Regions from separate parts of the Mus musculus genome. Here all the other regions are linked to region 3. Evidence: chromatin contacts called from public Hi-C data. All regions are on one chromosome and are shown on one strand. Each heading gives the region's core, a stretch centred on a gene start, on an enhancer-like site or on the middle of the called end of the contact. The rest is flanking DNA. Distances are from core to core; before and after follow the strand shown.

The links. Hi-C and Micro-C count contacts between places; a contact is called where the count stands out from the background.
Region 1: a Hi-C map of Th1 cells shows a contact between it and region 3, with 13 times the contacts expected there. The contact joins the promoter of Rpl22l1 here to the promoter of Ythdf3 in region 3. A contact is called at or near these places in 2 of 484 Hi-C or Micro-C datasets (CD4 T cells and Th1 cells).
Region 2: a Hi-C map of muscle stem cells shows a contact between it and region 3, with 6 times the contacts expected there. The contact joins the promoter of Actl6a here to the promoter of Ythdf3 in region 3. A contact is called at or near these places in 1 of 39 promoter capture datasets (pre-B cells) and 1 of 484 Hi-C or Micro-C datasets (muscle stem cells).

The regions. Positions count from the first base shown.
Region 1 is chr3:28,803,268-28,807,099 of GRCm38.p6, forward strand. It overlaps Rpl22l1 (ribosomal protein L22 like 1), which reads left to right and starts at 2,241. Exons shown (of 4, transcript NM_001347226.2): 1 at 2,241-2,276; 2 at 3,236-3,325; 3 at 3,470-3,591. The coding sequence starts at 2,268. Gm32950 (predicted gene, 32950) reads right to left here and starts at 2,084. Exons shown (of 3, transcript NR_166194.1): 1 at 1,995-2,084.
Region 2 is chr3:32,707,192-32,711,599 of GRCm38.p6, forward strand. It overlaps Actl6a (actin-like 6A), which reads left to right and starts at 1,355. Exons shown (of 14, transcript NM_019673.2): 1 at 1,355-1,689. The coding sequence starts at 1,665.
Region 3 is chr3:16,181,338-16,185,230 of GRCm38.p6, forward strand. Ythdf3 (YTH N6-methyladenosine RNA binding protein 3) reads left to right here and starts at 1,828. Exons shown (of 5, transcript NM_001145919.2): 1 at 1,828-2,183; 2 at 2,585-2,609. The coding sequence starts at 2,160.

The DNA of each region.
Region 1 (3,832 bases), core at 991-3,490, about 13 Mb after region 3:
CTTCTCTGCTTTGTGGGTCAAGATGTAAGCTTTCTGCTACTGCTCCAGTGCTCTACCTGTCGCCTGTCTGCCTGCTGTCATGCTCCCTGCTCTGATGGTCAGGGACTCACCCTCTGAAACTATATAAGTCACCAACAAACTTTCTTCTACAAATTGCTTTGGCCATGGTGTCTGCACAACAGTAGAATAGTAACTAAGACAGGCGTATATGTCATGATGCACTCTGTAGGAAATCCAGGGCTTAGAAAGAACTATTGACAACATTAATTCTTGCTATCTGGTTAATATTTTTTTTAATCCAGAGAAAAAAGTTTAATCATTTTCACCCATTATGGTTTCTAATTTAGTATTTGGGGGATGACCAGTTACTTAGAATCACTTTTAATTTTTTTCATTTTACTCGTCTATTTTTTAAAATTTAATTTTTAATTTTTTTACACTCCATATTCCATTTCTTGCCCTCCATCCACCCTCCATCTGCTCCACATCCCACATCTCCTCCCCACCCGGCCCCGTCTCTACGTGGATGTCCCCACGCCCCCCCACCCCCACCCCCACCCCGACCTCTAAACTCCCTGGGGTCTCCAGCCTGTTGGGGGTTAGAGGCATCATCTCTGAATGAACACAGACTGGGAAGTCCTCTACTGTATGTGTGTTGGGGGCCTATATCAGCTGGTATATGCTGCCTGGTTGGTGGTCCAGTGTTTGAGAGATCTTGAGGGTCCAGATTGAGACTGCTGGGCCTCCTACTGTAGAACAGACCCTCTTCTCAGCTTCTTTCAGCCTTCCCTAATTCAACAGGGTTCAGCTGCTTCTGTCCATTGGTTGGGTTCAAATATCTGCATCTGACTCTTTCAGCTGCTTGTTGGGTCTTTTGGAGGGCAGTCATGATAGGATCCTTTTTGTGAACACTCTATACATAGCCTCCCTCAGTAATAGCCCTGGGGCCTCCCCTTGAGCTGGATCCCACTTTGGGTCTGTAGCTGGACCTTCTTTTCCTCAGGCTCCTCTCCATTTCCATCCAGGTAATTCTTTCAGACAGGAACAATTATGGGTCAGAGGTGTGACTGTGGGATGGCAACCCCATCCCTCACTTGTTGTCCTGTATTCCTGCTGGAGGTGGGCTCTAAAAGTTCCTCTCCCTACTGTAGGGTGTTTCATCTAAGGTTCCTCCCTTTGAGTCCTGGGAGTCTCTCATCTCCTTTAAATAATTGGCTTAAGTGGTTATTGTTATGACACAGAAAGTTGCCAAAGATAAGCAAAACAAAAATTTTAAATGTCAATTAATGGCCTATTTTCAAAATATCTAATGATCATTTTGATCTGCAGAACAGGAAGCCCTTTAGGAAGAAATGTCAACCCTGGCCCCTGCCTGAACATTTGGAACGAAAAGTTTTTGTGATTCTTAAGGCAAAAAGATTTTAAAATTTAATGAAATTGATTTCTTCTAAAACCTCAGCACCACTAGCACCATACCCTACACTGTATTAACGCCTATTACCGATCGCTTGGATAGAACACAACTCTTACATTCTAGGGCCTTTTCCAAATCAACAACTAAAGTCCATCCCATCTCCTGTCCCTAAATACTAGAGTTTCACACTAACAGAAACGTATACTACTGAACACCAACAGCCTCACCACTTTTCTGACCTGGCGTCAATTACAACCGCTCAAAATTCAAATGCTTTTTTACTTTCTGTCATCAAGGTACGTCCATCCTAGTGTACTTTGTAAACATTGATAGTTAGGTTTCAGCAGATTGTGAGTCAGTAAGTAGAAAGTACAATAAATTATGCCTATCCAATAAACCCAAAGTGTACTCAACTTGTTCTTCTCAGAAGGACATCCTCTACCTTAAAAGCTAGGCAAAGCATAGAACTTTTTCTCTGGAGGACTATAATCGCAACATAATAGAGACGATCATAAAGCAACATTGAGAGTCTGCCTTGCCCTGAATTATAACAGATAACTCCTGCATCCCTTGAACTTACTCCACTCTGGTTTGTAAGTTTGCAAAGTCCACAGCCAGAGCAGAGAATCAGTCGGCTCCGGCTTCCCACTCGAAGACGCAGGCGGAAACCAAACGCCAGGGCATCCCCGCCCCCCAACGCCACGCCTCCGTTTCCTAGGTGACTGCCAAGCACTCCGTGCATATCCGGTTCCGAGTTGCGTATTTCGCACGCTCTGCGTATGACGCAGCACGTTTTTATATAAAAGCGTGCGTGCGGCGCAAGCCCGTTCTCTTCCCACGGCTGCAGCTCAACATGGCGCCGGTGAGTGCGCGCGCGTGTGCGGGGCTCGGGTATTACAGGTAGCTATTGCGTCTAGCGAGCGGGAGCGCCGCAGGAGAGAAGGCGGTGGGAAGAGAGTCGGCCTGGCGGCTCGACTGGGACGATAGAATCCGGGTTGCGGAGCCGTCCGTGAGTGCCGTGCGGCCTGCGCGGCGGGAGCCGGGCCCGCGACTAGCTTAGTATCGGCGGGCGCGGTCGGTCTCTGGGCCTCTGGGTTTCTCCATGGCCTGTGGTCACCCTGTCAACGGAAGAGAGCCTAAGTGGCCAGGTCCGCGGTTGCAATGACGTTAGCAGTTTGAAGAGCGTGGTTTAAACATTTGGAAAGTCACTATAACCAAAATTGTTAAAAATAAGGTTGCTGAGTAAGGATTCAAAACTGAGTGACGTCTGATGGCCCCATCGGGACTGCCTGTTCACTGCACGGCAGTGAGCGAGTCCACCCCGTCATTCACTCAAATGCCAGTTCCGGGTTTGCGATAATTGGAGGGTGGTGAAGGTATTATTAATTGGTAGCCATTTAGGTGACTCTGTTTGGACCAATTACAATAAAGCATAAAGAGACCCATTACCCTAAAAATGGTGTTTTAAGTTCAGATAAAACTTGAAAAGCACCCAGGTGGGTGTTTTAATTTGAAATTGGAAATAACATCAGTTACAGTAGGAAGCAGTTCTTCATAATCAAGCAAGATTTCTCTACTAAAATAAGCTTACACTTGGAAGGTACTTAACTGGAAATGATGACGTTTCATGGGAATTGAAACATTGGTTTAAACCAAGCTAATGAGTAACCTTTACATAGAGCACAGGCTCCTTCAGGTGTTGGTCAAGTCTGTGTATAACCCATTATACCAGATGTATGCTGAGTTGGTAATTTTTTTCTTGGGAATTCAGTGTCTAAGCTGAATAAACTGCTTTAATGGCATCATAATTATGTCTAGCAGAAAGACAAGAAGCCTAAGAAGTCCACCTGGAGGTTTCATTTGGACCTTACTCATCCAGTAGAAGATGGAATTTTTGACTCTGGAAATTTTGTAAGTGTCTTACTGTGATTGCATAGTTGTTGGCATTTAAATGTAGTACTTGATATTAACCTAAGCTGTGCTCCTAGGGTACCTTCCCTAGTGACCATCTAGGGTTTCCTTCCCTAGTTTTGCATTCTTTCTGTTTGAAAATAGGAACAGTTTCTACGGGAGAAGGTTAAAGTCAATGGAAAAACTGGAAATCTTGGCAATGTTGTTCACATTGAACGCCTGAAGAATAAAATCACAGTTGTTTCTGAGAAACAGTTCTCCAAAAGGTCTGTTCTTCTGTTTTTACGTTGTGGTGGGATGTCTCGTAGGCATTAGTCTGCGAAAATGGCTGTTAGTCTGTTTAAAGGTGTTTGCATATGAGTCAGGATGACTCTTGCTGTCTATTTCATTTCATAAATGGGGAATATTAGTATATTTTGAGTCAACAGACAGCAGATTTCATGGTGTGTTGTACTAGGGGGTTGAGAGGCTGCTCTTGTCCTGGTTGCTTCTTAAAACCAAAGTCCT
Region 2 (4,408 bases), core at 105-2,604, about 17 Mb after region 3:
AAGCAACCCCTCCCACAGGTCACTTGGCAGTAATGTGCTCTACATCTTAACCAGACACATCACCTCAGGCACAGCTGTGAATAAGCTTGGCTATGCTCCAGTAAAACACAGCACAAGGTTTCTGACATGGGAGTATCATAGTATTCTTAAAACTGTTTTTGAATCATTTAAAATGTAGTAATACACACACGGTGGCATGTGCCTATAATTCCAGTACAAGGAGGCAGAGGCAGGAGGATTACAACTTGGAGACTAGCCTGGCCTACACAGTGAGACTTTCTCTCAAAAAACCCAAATCCAAACCATCACTGTCAGCTCACAGCACACAGTGTCAAGTGAACGGGAGAGCATTTTCTTACTAGCGTTATTCCTGAACCTATGACAGACAGGTCAATTCCTGCCACCTTAATGGCAGGGAAATGGATGAGAGTTTATTCAACCCACCTAAGGTTACAAGTAGCCACTATGTAGCTAGACCCTAGACACTTCAATTTAAGCACTGCTACCAGGTACAGAGCTACATTACACTTGAGCTTTGGAATGGCAGGACTGGTTTGGGCCTTTGGTTATATAGATCAGGCTATCTAAGGCCTAGAGAAGCAGAGGGACAAATTGTTGCAGTAATTTGGGGTAAGAAAAGACAGTGTTCTGGGCGACACTGATAGAGATGTAGACTAAGAACAGTAGACACGGATTGGGGAGGTATTTACAAATGGGTGCTTCCTTGAATAGTGCTCCACTTGCTTGGTGAATGATTTTCACAGAAATGAAAGAAACTGAAGTCATGATTTTTAAATGCTATCTAAATCTAGCTGGAAAAATGTACTGTCTTTTAATATAAATAGCCATTGTTTAAAATGATGGATCCTATTATTATATCTGATTTGCTGATTAATTCAAAGTGAAGTGCACATTTCTTTTTCAAGTATAAATGTTAGTTGAAGTATTTCTGCTTAAAAAAAAAAAAATTCCGAATTCATCACAATCAAAGGCCAGGGATCTCTCCCAGGTAACTAACTCAAGTTCCAGATTCCTTGCACTCAAGTTCCTTTGGCTCCTGGGGAGCAGCCATCCTTTAGAACCAGAGCGGTTGATGGCCTGAGGCAAGCCTCTTAATTCCCAGTACCTAATTAACTCACTCTCGAAACCCGGCCCACTCCTGCACCAAGCCCCTCCCACTCGCCCGCCCACCTAAGACTCCTCCTACTCTATTCGCGCGCGAAGCACAGCTCCACCCACTCCCCCCGCCTTGCTCCTGGAAGCTCGGTCCACCCTACCGGCCGCTCGCGAAGCTCCACCCACCTCACCCGCCCGCGAAGCTCCGCCCCCTCCTGCCCGTACCCCAACACCTTCCCTTCTTCTGTCGCTTCTCCCTCTCCCTGCCCCTACGGATGCCTTCCATTGGCTAAGACGGCTAAACCGCGCGGGGATGCAGCAGCGCCACACTCTGATTGGCTAATGACTAAGCCGGACCCTTTGTCATTGGTTGATACGAGAAACCAGCAAGAGTGGCTGTGCAGCGGGCGTGCGGCCGCTGCTTTGTTGCCGGAGGGGGCGGCGTTGGAAGTTGCAGGCTTGCGGGGCCGGCGTTCTCAGGGAGAGGAGTCACGCCGCTGTTATCTTTCGTCCGGTAGTCTTCGGCCAGTCCCCGCCAGACAGTAGCCATGAGCGGCGGCGTGTACGGCGGAGGTGAGTGAGCGCAGCGGCGCCTCGGGGCGTGCGGACCGGAACGACCGGCCTGGTCCCTAGTCGCTTCCGTTTCCCTCCGGTCCTCGGCGGGCCCTTCCGGTCTTTGGACGGTGCTTCCGGTCCCCGTATGGGCCACGGCCTCTCCTTCTCTTCGGACCCGGGCCGGCGCGCAATAGGTTTCCGGCTTGTCCCGTCGCTGCTCCGAGATGGCCTCAAGGAAGGGCCTTGGCGCGTCTTACCGGCTGGGCTCTGATGGCAGTCCCTGGCACGCCGGGTCCCTCACTGTACCGGTTCCGCCGCGCGTTGGTCCCGGGCAGCTCGCGGAGGTTCCGGGCCCCCGGGGTTGGCACTGGGTGCGAGTGGCGCCCGGTGTTGCGGCTGCTGCTCTGGGTCCTTCAGCAGCCACTACAGCCTGGACATCGTTCCAGGCGTGCTCGGTCCCCAGATGAGCGGATCCCTGAGGTACAGGCTGCAGTTCTCCTGTCCGGCTGGGCGGGAGCCTTTTCTAGATCGGCGATAACGAAAACAAGGCTTCTAAGTACTGTTTTGTTTAAGAGTAGTTACCTAGTTAGAGACTCTCCTCTAGGGGGGATGTTGACAGGAGATGGTGCTGCCATCCCTCACGTTAACGAAGAAAAAAATATTGGCAAGAGTTAAACAACCAGCTCAAAGTTTAAAGACTCGTTGTAAATTGGGAGCAAATTGCTTCTGGGATGAGGCAGGGGTATTCCTTTCTCTGCCGTGTACAGGTAACACGCACCCATCAAGAGTTAAATAGTATCCTCACACTAACAAATCTATATCTGCATTGAGTCAGTAGATCTGTGCCCACTCATTTTAACTGCTGTGTAGGGTTTTCTGAGAATAAACTATAGTAGTTTCTCTAGGAACGGTAGTCTTTTCCCTGGCAAGAAGTGTGACAGTAATAATTACCGTTAGCTAATATTTATCGGCTTATTGTTTGTCAGCACTGTAAGTGCTTTATACATTAAAACATTCAAGGCATTTAGTCATCCTATCCTATGAGGTAAGTATTAAATACATTTTTCGGATTAAACTGTAGCAGAGAAGTTAGTAAATTACCCATCTCACATAGTGTATTAGTCATTTTTCAGTTGCTGTGATTAAAAAAAAAAAAAAAACCAAGAAACAAAAAAACAAAATCAGCTTCTAGAAGAAAGAGTTTACTTTAGCTTATGATTCCAGAGAGGTAAGAGTCCAGTTTGAGAGAGGTATGGCAGCTAACAGCAGGCATGATGGTGGGGCAGGAATCTGGGCTCACGTGTCCAACCTCAAGCATGAAGCAGCTGGAAATAGTGGGGGCTTTAAACTCAAAGCCTGTCCCCCAGTGACAGCTTCCTACATCAAGGCCCACATCTTCTAAACCTCCATAAACAGCACCACCAACTGGGGCCCAGATGTTTAAATATCAGCGTCTATAGGAGACATTTTCATTCAAACAGTTGCATATGCATCTCCTTTTAAACTAGGAATTTCTCCAAACTGGGTATGTCTAAACTAAATAGCTCTGTGATTCTCTTTGGGTGCCTCTTTGTAACTAGCACCAAACTGGGTAGATTGGGCATAGATTGGCTTTAACTAGAGAAACAGAAGAACTTTTAAGGCCTTAGCATTTGAGTAATGTAGGTAAGTAGGATTAGTGTTTTAAATTTTGAGGGGGACCCCATTGAAAAACCAGTACTGAGAAACCCAAGTGCATTATCCTAGGAGGCCTGCTGTTTGGGGTGAAGTATTTGGAAAATATACATGGAGGCTTTTCTCTAAATTAGACTGAAAAAGATTGCCAGCTTTTTTCTTACCACTAAACTGTCTCCTAAAGTCTGGAATGTGTAACTTAAATGATACGTTCATTAAATGCTTTTTACTTGGCCTGTATAAATTACACTCTAATTTCCATGCTGTGCAGTTTTCATATTTTGCTGTGTTTCTTCATTTCATGAAACAAAACATAATTCCCCATAATTGATGAAATTGTACTAGGATGTATTCGGTGGTTTTTATTTTTCTTTCCTTTGTTTGTTTGTTTGATTTGTTTTGTGCCACCAGATTCCCTTGCTGTCATTTATACACATCTTGTGCCTGTAGAGATGGCCTCTGGGCTTTCTCAGCCTCTGGTTTCAGCTTTGAACTTTGATTTGGTGATGGTAGGGTAACTATACTTTTTGCCTGTGCTTTTTGTTTTAGTATAATCGTTAAAAGCTGGTGTTCCCCACCCAAGTTAAAATGCCCCAATTTGGATGCTGCATTATAGAGTCTTCCTGGGATTGCAATCTGAGCTTGGCCCTCCCTCCCTGAATAGGCAGCTTAGCTCTGCATCATTCAGCTGTTACCACAGCTCTCAGCAGAAACCTTCTAGGTTCTGGGAACAGTTTCTTCTTGTTTCCTCAGTTTAAGGATTATGAGGGCAGTCCTTTGTTCATCCTTCTGTACCTGGACTATAGAAGTTTATAATTAGTTCCTTTAGTAAGGAAACTACTACCTGCTGTCAGTGTACCATGGCTTTCCTGATTAAACCTCCATTGATAAAACAGTATGACTTGCCATATTTTAATTAAATACATCTTGAAGGTGCATTTAATACTAGGTTCATGCCAGACATGGTGGTGCATAGTTTTAATCCACTTGAGAGTCAGAGACAGGATCTTTGTGAGTTCTGTGACACGTAAGATCACAGAGACACCCTGTCTTGAAACAACAA
Region 3 (3,893 bases), core at 578-3,077:
TGTCATCTATTATTCTTCCTGGGTGGTAACATTCTTGATCCTCAGTTGAACATATATTTCACAATACATGTTTCAGTTCCCTTGCAACCAAGAATTTTCAGAGAACAATGTTGTAGTTAGTAGGAGGTAGACAGGTGTGGGAAATAAAATTGCTATGAAATATCCGGAGAGAGCACTCTGCTCTCCCTGCCTGCCCCGCTCTTTTCTCTTTCCTTTTAGTGTGGTGGGGTTGTGATGATGGCTGGAAGGAGAACAGCCACCTCTGCGGCACTGATGGAGTGTTCTAGAGGTGATCCCAGGGGCACACACACGGGGATCGGAAAAACATTTTCAGGAGTGGTTCTCTCCTATCACGTGGGTTCCAGGTATAGAACTCATGTTGTCAGTTTTTGGTGTAAGTGCCCTTATCTGCCCAGCCATTTTGCTGGCCTTGGACTATTTCTTAAACTTACTTTGGAGCCAGGCAGTGGTGGCGCATACCTTTAATCCCAGCACTCGGAGGCTGAGGCAGGCTGATTTCTGAGTTCGAGGACAGCCTCGGCTACAGAATGAGGTTTTAAAAAATTTTTAATTTTTGAAACGTAGCCTTGGCTGTCCTGGAACTCATATAGATCAGGCTAGCCTCAAACTCACAGAGATCCACCCTCAAGTGCTGAGTTTAAAGGTATGTGCTCCCTCACCCAGCCTTCAATTTTTGTAGCAGCAGTTATCACACAAGATACTGTGACTATTTAATCAATTATATTGCCTGACATTTCAGGAGTACTCACTGAGTTACAGTTTTGATGCGGGGACTCACTCAGTGAAGAAACAAGAAGTGGCTGATTATGTATGTCAGGCCTTAGTTTACTCATGACGCCAAGGTTTAGGTTAAGAGACTTCTCCAAGGTTATAAACTAATCATTGCTAGGTAAGAATTCAAACTGAGATTCGTGGAATTCCAAAGCCATGCTTCTCAGATAGGAGTAAAGTCAAGGCCTGCAAGCCTTTTCTATTAGTTTTCGCTATGCACTTTCAACTTTCCAGCCTCAATTCCTCTTCCGACAAACTCCTTGAAAACCAAAAATGTTTTTGGGAGTGGGAGCTAGGTAGAGCAATGTAGAATAAGGGGGACCTTGGGAAATGGACTGATTTGCAGCTCAGGGTCCGAACAGAAGGAACACAAGAGAAAGGGATTTGGGTTGACCACACCTAAAATTGCCTTTTGAGGATTTGCATGAGAAGCAATCTTGACACAGTGATTCTAAAATATTGTGGTACTACATATAGAAAACTGTGATTTTCCTAATTTCCTGCTTCATAGGTTAGCACTTAAACTGGGAGGTTTTAAAAGGATTTGGCTAGTTAGGAATGCACACTACACCACACCTGTAAAGAAATCTTACTTGGGAAGGAAATTCAATAAAAATGCCAAAATTATAATTGGACTGACTTTCTTTGTTTTTGCCAACAGGTAAGAAAGTAACATTACCAGTTTCTAGGGACATTTTAACATTTTCTTTTTTTCGGGAGGGGCAGCAGTCTTGCAACTGTTTCTCTTTCCGAAGGCTATTTTATTCAATAAAAACCAACCCCATCCCAGTAGAGAGTTAGAAAGCATTCATTGAGAGCGTGCTCCCGCACCCCGCACGCACGCACGCACGCCCGGTGGTGGCTGAGCGGACAGGCGCTGCTGGACCGCTTCTGTAGCCTCCAGGCTAACAACGCCCGAGCCCAACGCTCACGGTACCGCGCATGCGTCTAAAGTACAGCTGCGCCTCCGGGTCTCTGCCCCCCTCCCCTCTCCGATGACGTGCACGGCGGGGGCGGAGCCCGAGGCCGTGGCGGGAGTGGGGGAGGAACTGCGAGGTGTGCGTGGACGTCAGACTGGATAGCGGAAGGTCAGGACGGCCCGGAGCGGAAGTGGGGCTGAGGCGCCTGTCCGCCATTGTGGGCCCGAGGATCGGAGGACGAGCGGGGACGAGCAGTGTGCAGGCGGCGAGCTCGGGCCCCTTCCGCGACTCCCGAGCGTGAGCCCTCTCCCTGGAGCCTGCGAGAGCGGCGGCGGCGGAGGCCGGAGCAGAGCTTCGCGAGGGCGGTAGTCGACTGCTGTGAGTGCTCTCGGCGAGGCCCAGGCAGCGGCGGCGGCGGCGGCGGTTCCTCTCGGGTTACGGTGAAGAATGTCAGCCACTAGCGTGGATCAGGTGAGGGAGCAGGGCCCCGGCTCGGCGAAGGCCGGAGCTGCAGAGCTCCACCCTCGCGTGCGGCGCGGCTCCTCTAGCCGCCGCTAGCTCCGTAACGGCGCCGCGGGTCCCGGTTGTCGGGGCTGCTGCCCAGGCCGGCCTGAGCGCGGGCGGCTGAGTCTGCGGCCGGCGCCCGTGACCACAGGCCCGGAGGTCCCGGCGGCCGCCGCGGGGCCCGGAGCTGGCGGGTGCCGGAGGCGAGGCGGAGAGGCGGCGGGAGGCGGCCGGGCGGAGAGGTTGCGGAGGATCTGGTGGGGTTCACACCTACGCGGATTGTTCTGAAGAACTTGTTTGCAGTGGCTCTGTTTAACGCACTTTTCTTCCCCCTCCCCCTCTTTACCACCTCTGTCGTCTTGCTTCAGAGACCTAAAGGGCAAGGAAATAAAGGTGAGTTTGTTTGTTTGTTTTCCCCTTAGGTGTTCCCTTGATGTGATTTTTTTTTAAAAAAAACTGTAAGCGGTTTCTTTCTTGTTTTTGCACTTCTTTCTAAATATAAAGGATAGAAAAACATCCAACGCAGCTAACAGACAACATTTACTTAGCTCCTGGGTTTGTAGAAACCGAAGTACTAAGAAGAAACAGCTGTCTTGGTTGTATTTCAATGAACGTAATGTTATTTCTTCAGTTTACCATTTATGTTTGTTACATAACTTAGGTCATACTTTTTTCTACATTTGTGTATAGTTGGATAAGTTTTTAAAGTGAACAGCATTCTGTTTGAAATTTCGGGATTACATTTAAACTTGGCAAATCACATGGCGTTCTATGCCACATTGGGTGAAAATCATGCCCCAATCACTGAATAGAATCAGTGAAGTTGCTTGCAAGGAGACAACACCACTATAGAACTCCTAACAAGTATGTAATCTTACAGCAGCGCTCTGATTGGAAGGCGTGTCTCGATCTGGTTTCTTACAAAAGCCCGAGAAGGAAATTATTTGTGCAGTTATTGCTAGTGTTATATGATTTGCTATTTAAAAACTACCACTAAAAGTAAGGCAGTTAAAACACAAATGTAGTTTGTATTTATGCGTGTGGAACAAAGTAGTCAGCTGATTGAAACATGGCTTAACATGTGATATTAGTGTAGAACAATAACTCCTTTCTTGGGGTGGTGCCAATTAAAGAACATTACAATGAGCTATATATTTGTAACGTTTTGTAGTGCCGGAAGTGACACTAAATACAATTACACTTCCTGCTTTTTTTTTTCTTCCCCGTTCCCCAGTAACTAAGTACTACTTAAAAAATAAGATCTGTAATAGCCCTTTAGGTGAAGATTTATTGTTTCTATTGATGCTTTCAATGGTTTTCCTGGGATTTTATGTGCCAAGGCTGGTTAATTAGAAATAATAGTGCTCTGTCCAGAATAACTTTCTTCATGCCACACTACATTTTATATAAGAGTTTATATATGCCAGATACATTGTAGTGTGTTAGTTAACAAACTATTTTAATTAATGTTTTATTTCAGCATATGAACATCTAGGAATTTTTAATTCATAGAATTCCAGTTTATTTTAGTTACAATTGTAAACTTCAGAATTAGAGGTTAGTTTAAAATTAGTTATTAAACATTTGTAAGTTTAAAAGGACTTTTTTCCTTTTCCTTTTTTGACTAATCTGACCATACTGAAATTTCTGGTCATTATTGCCTAGTATAAACTATTT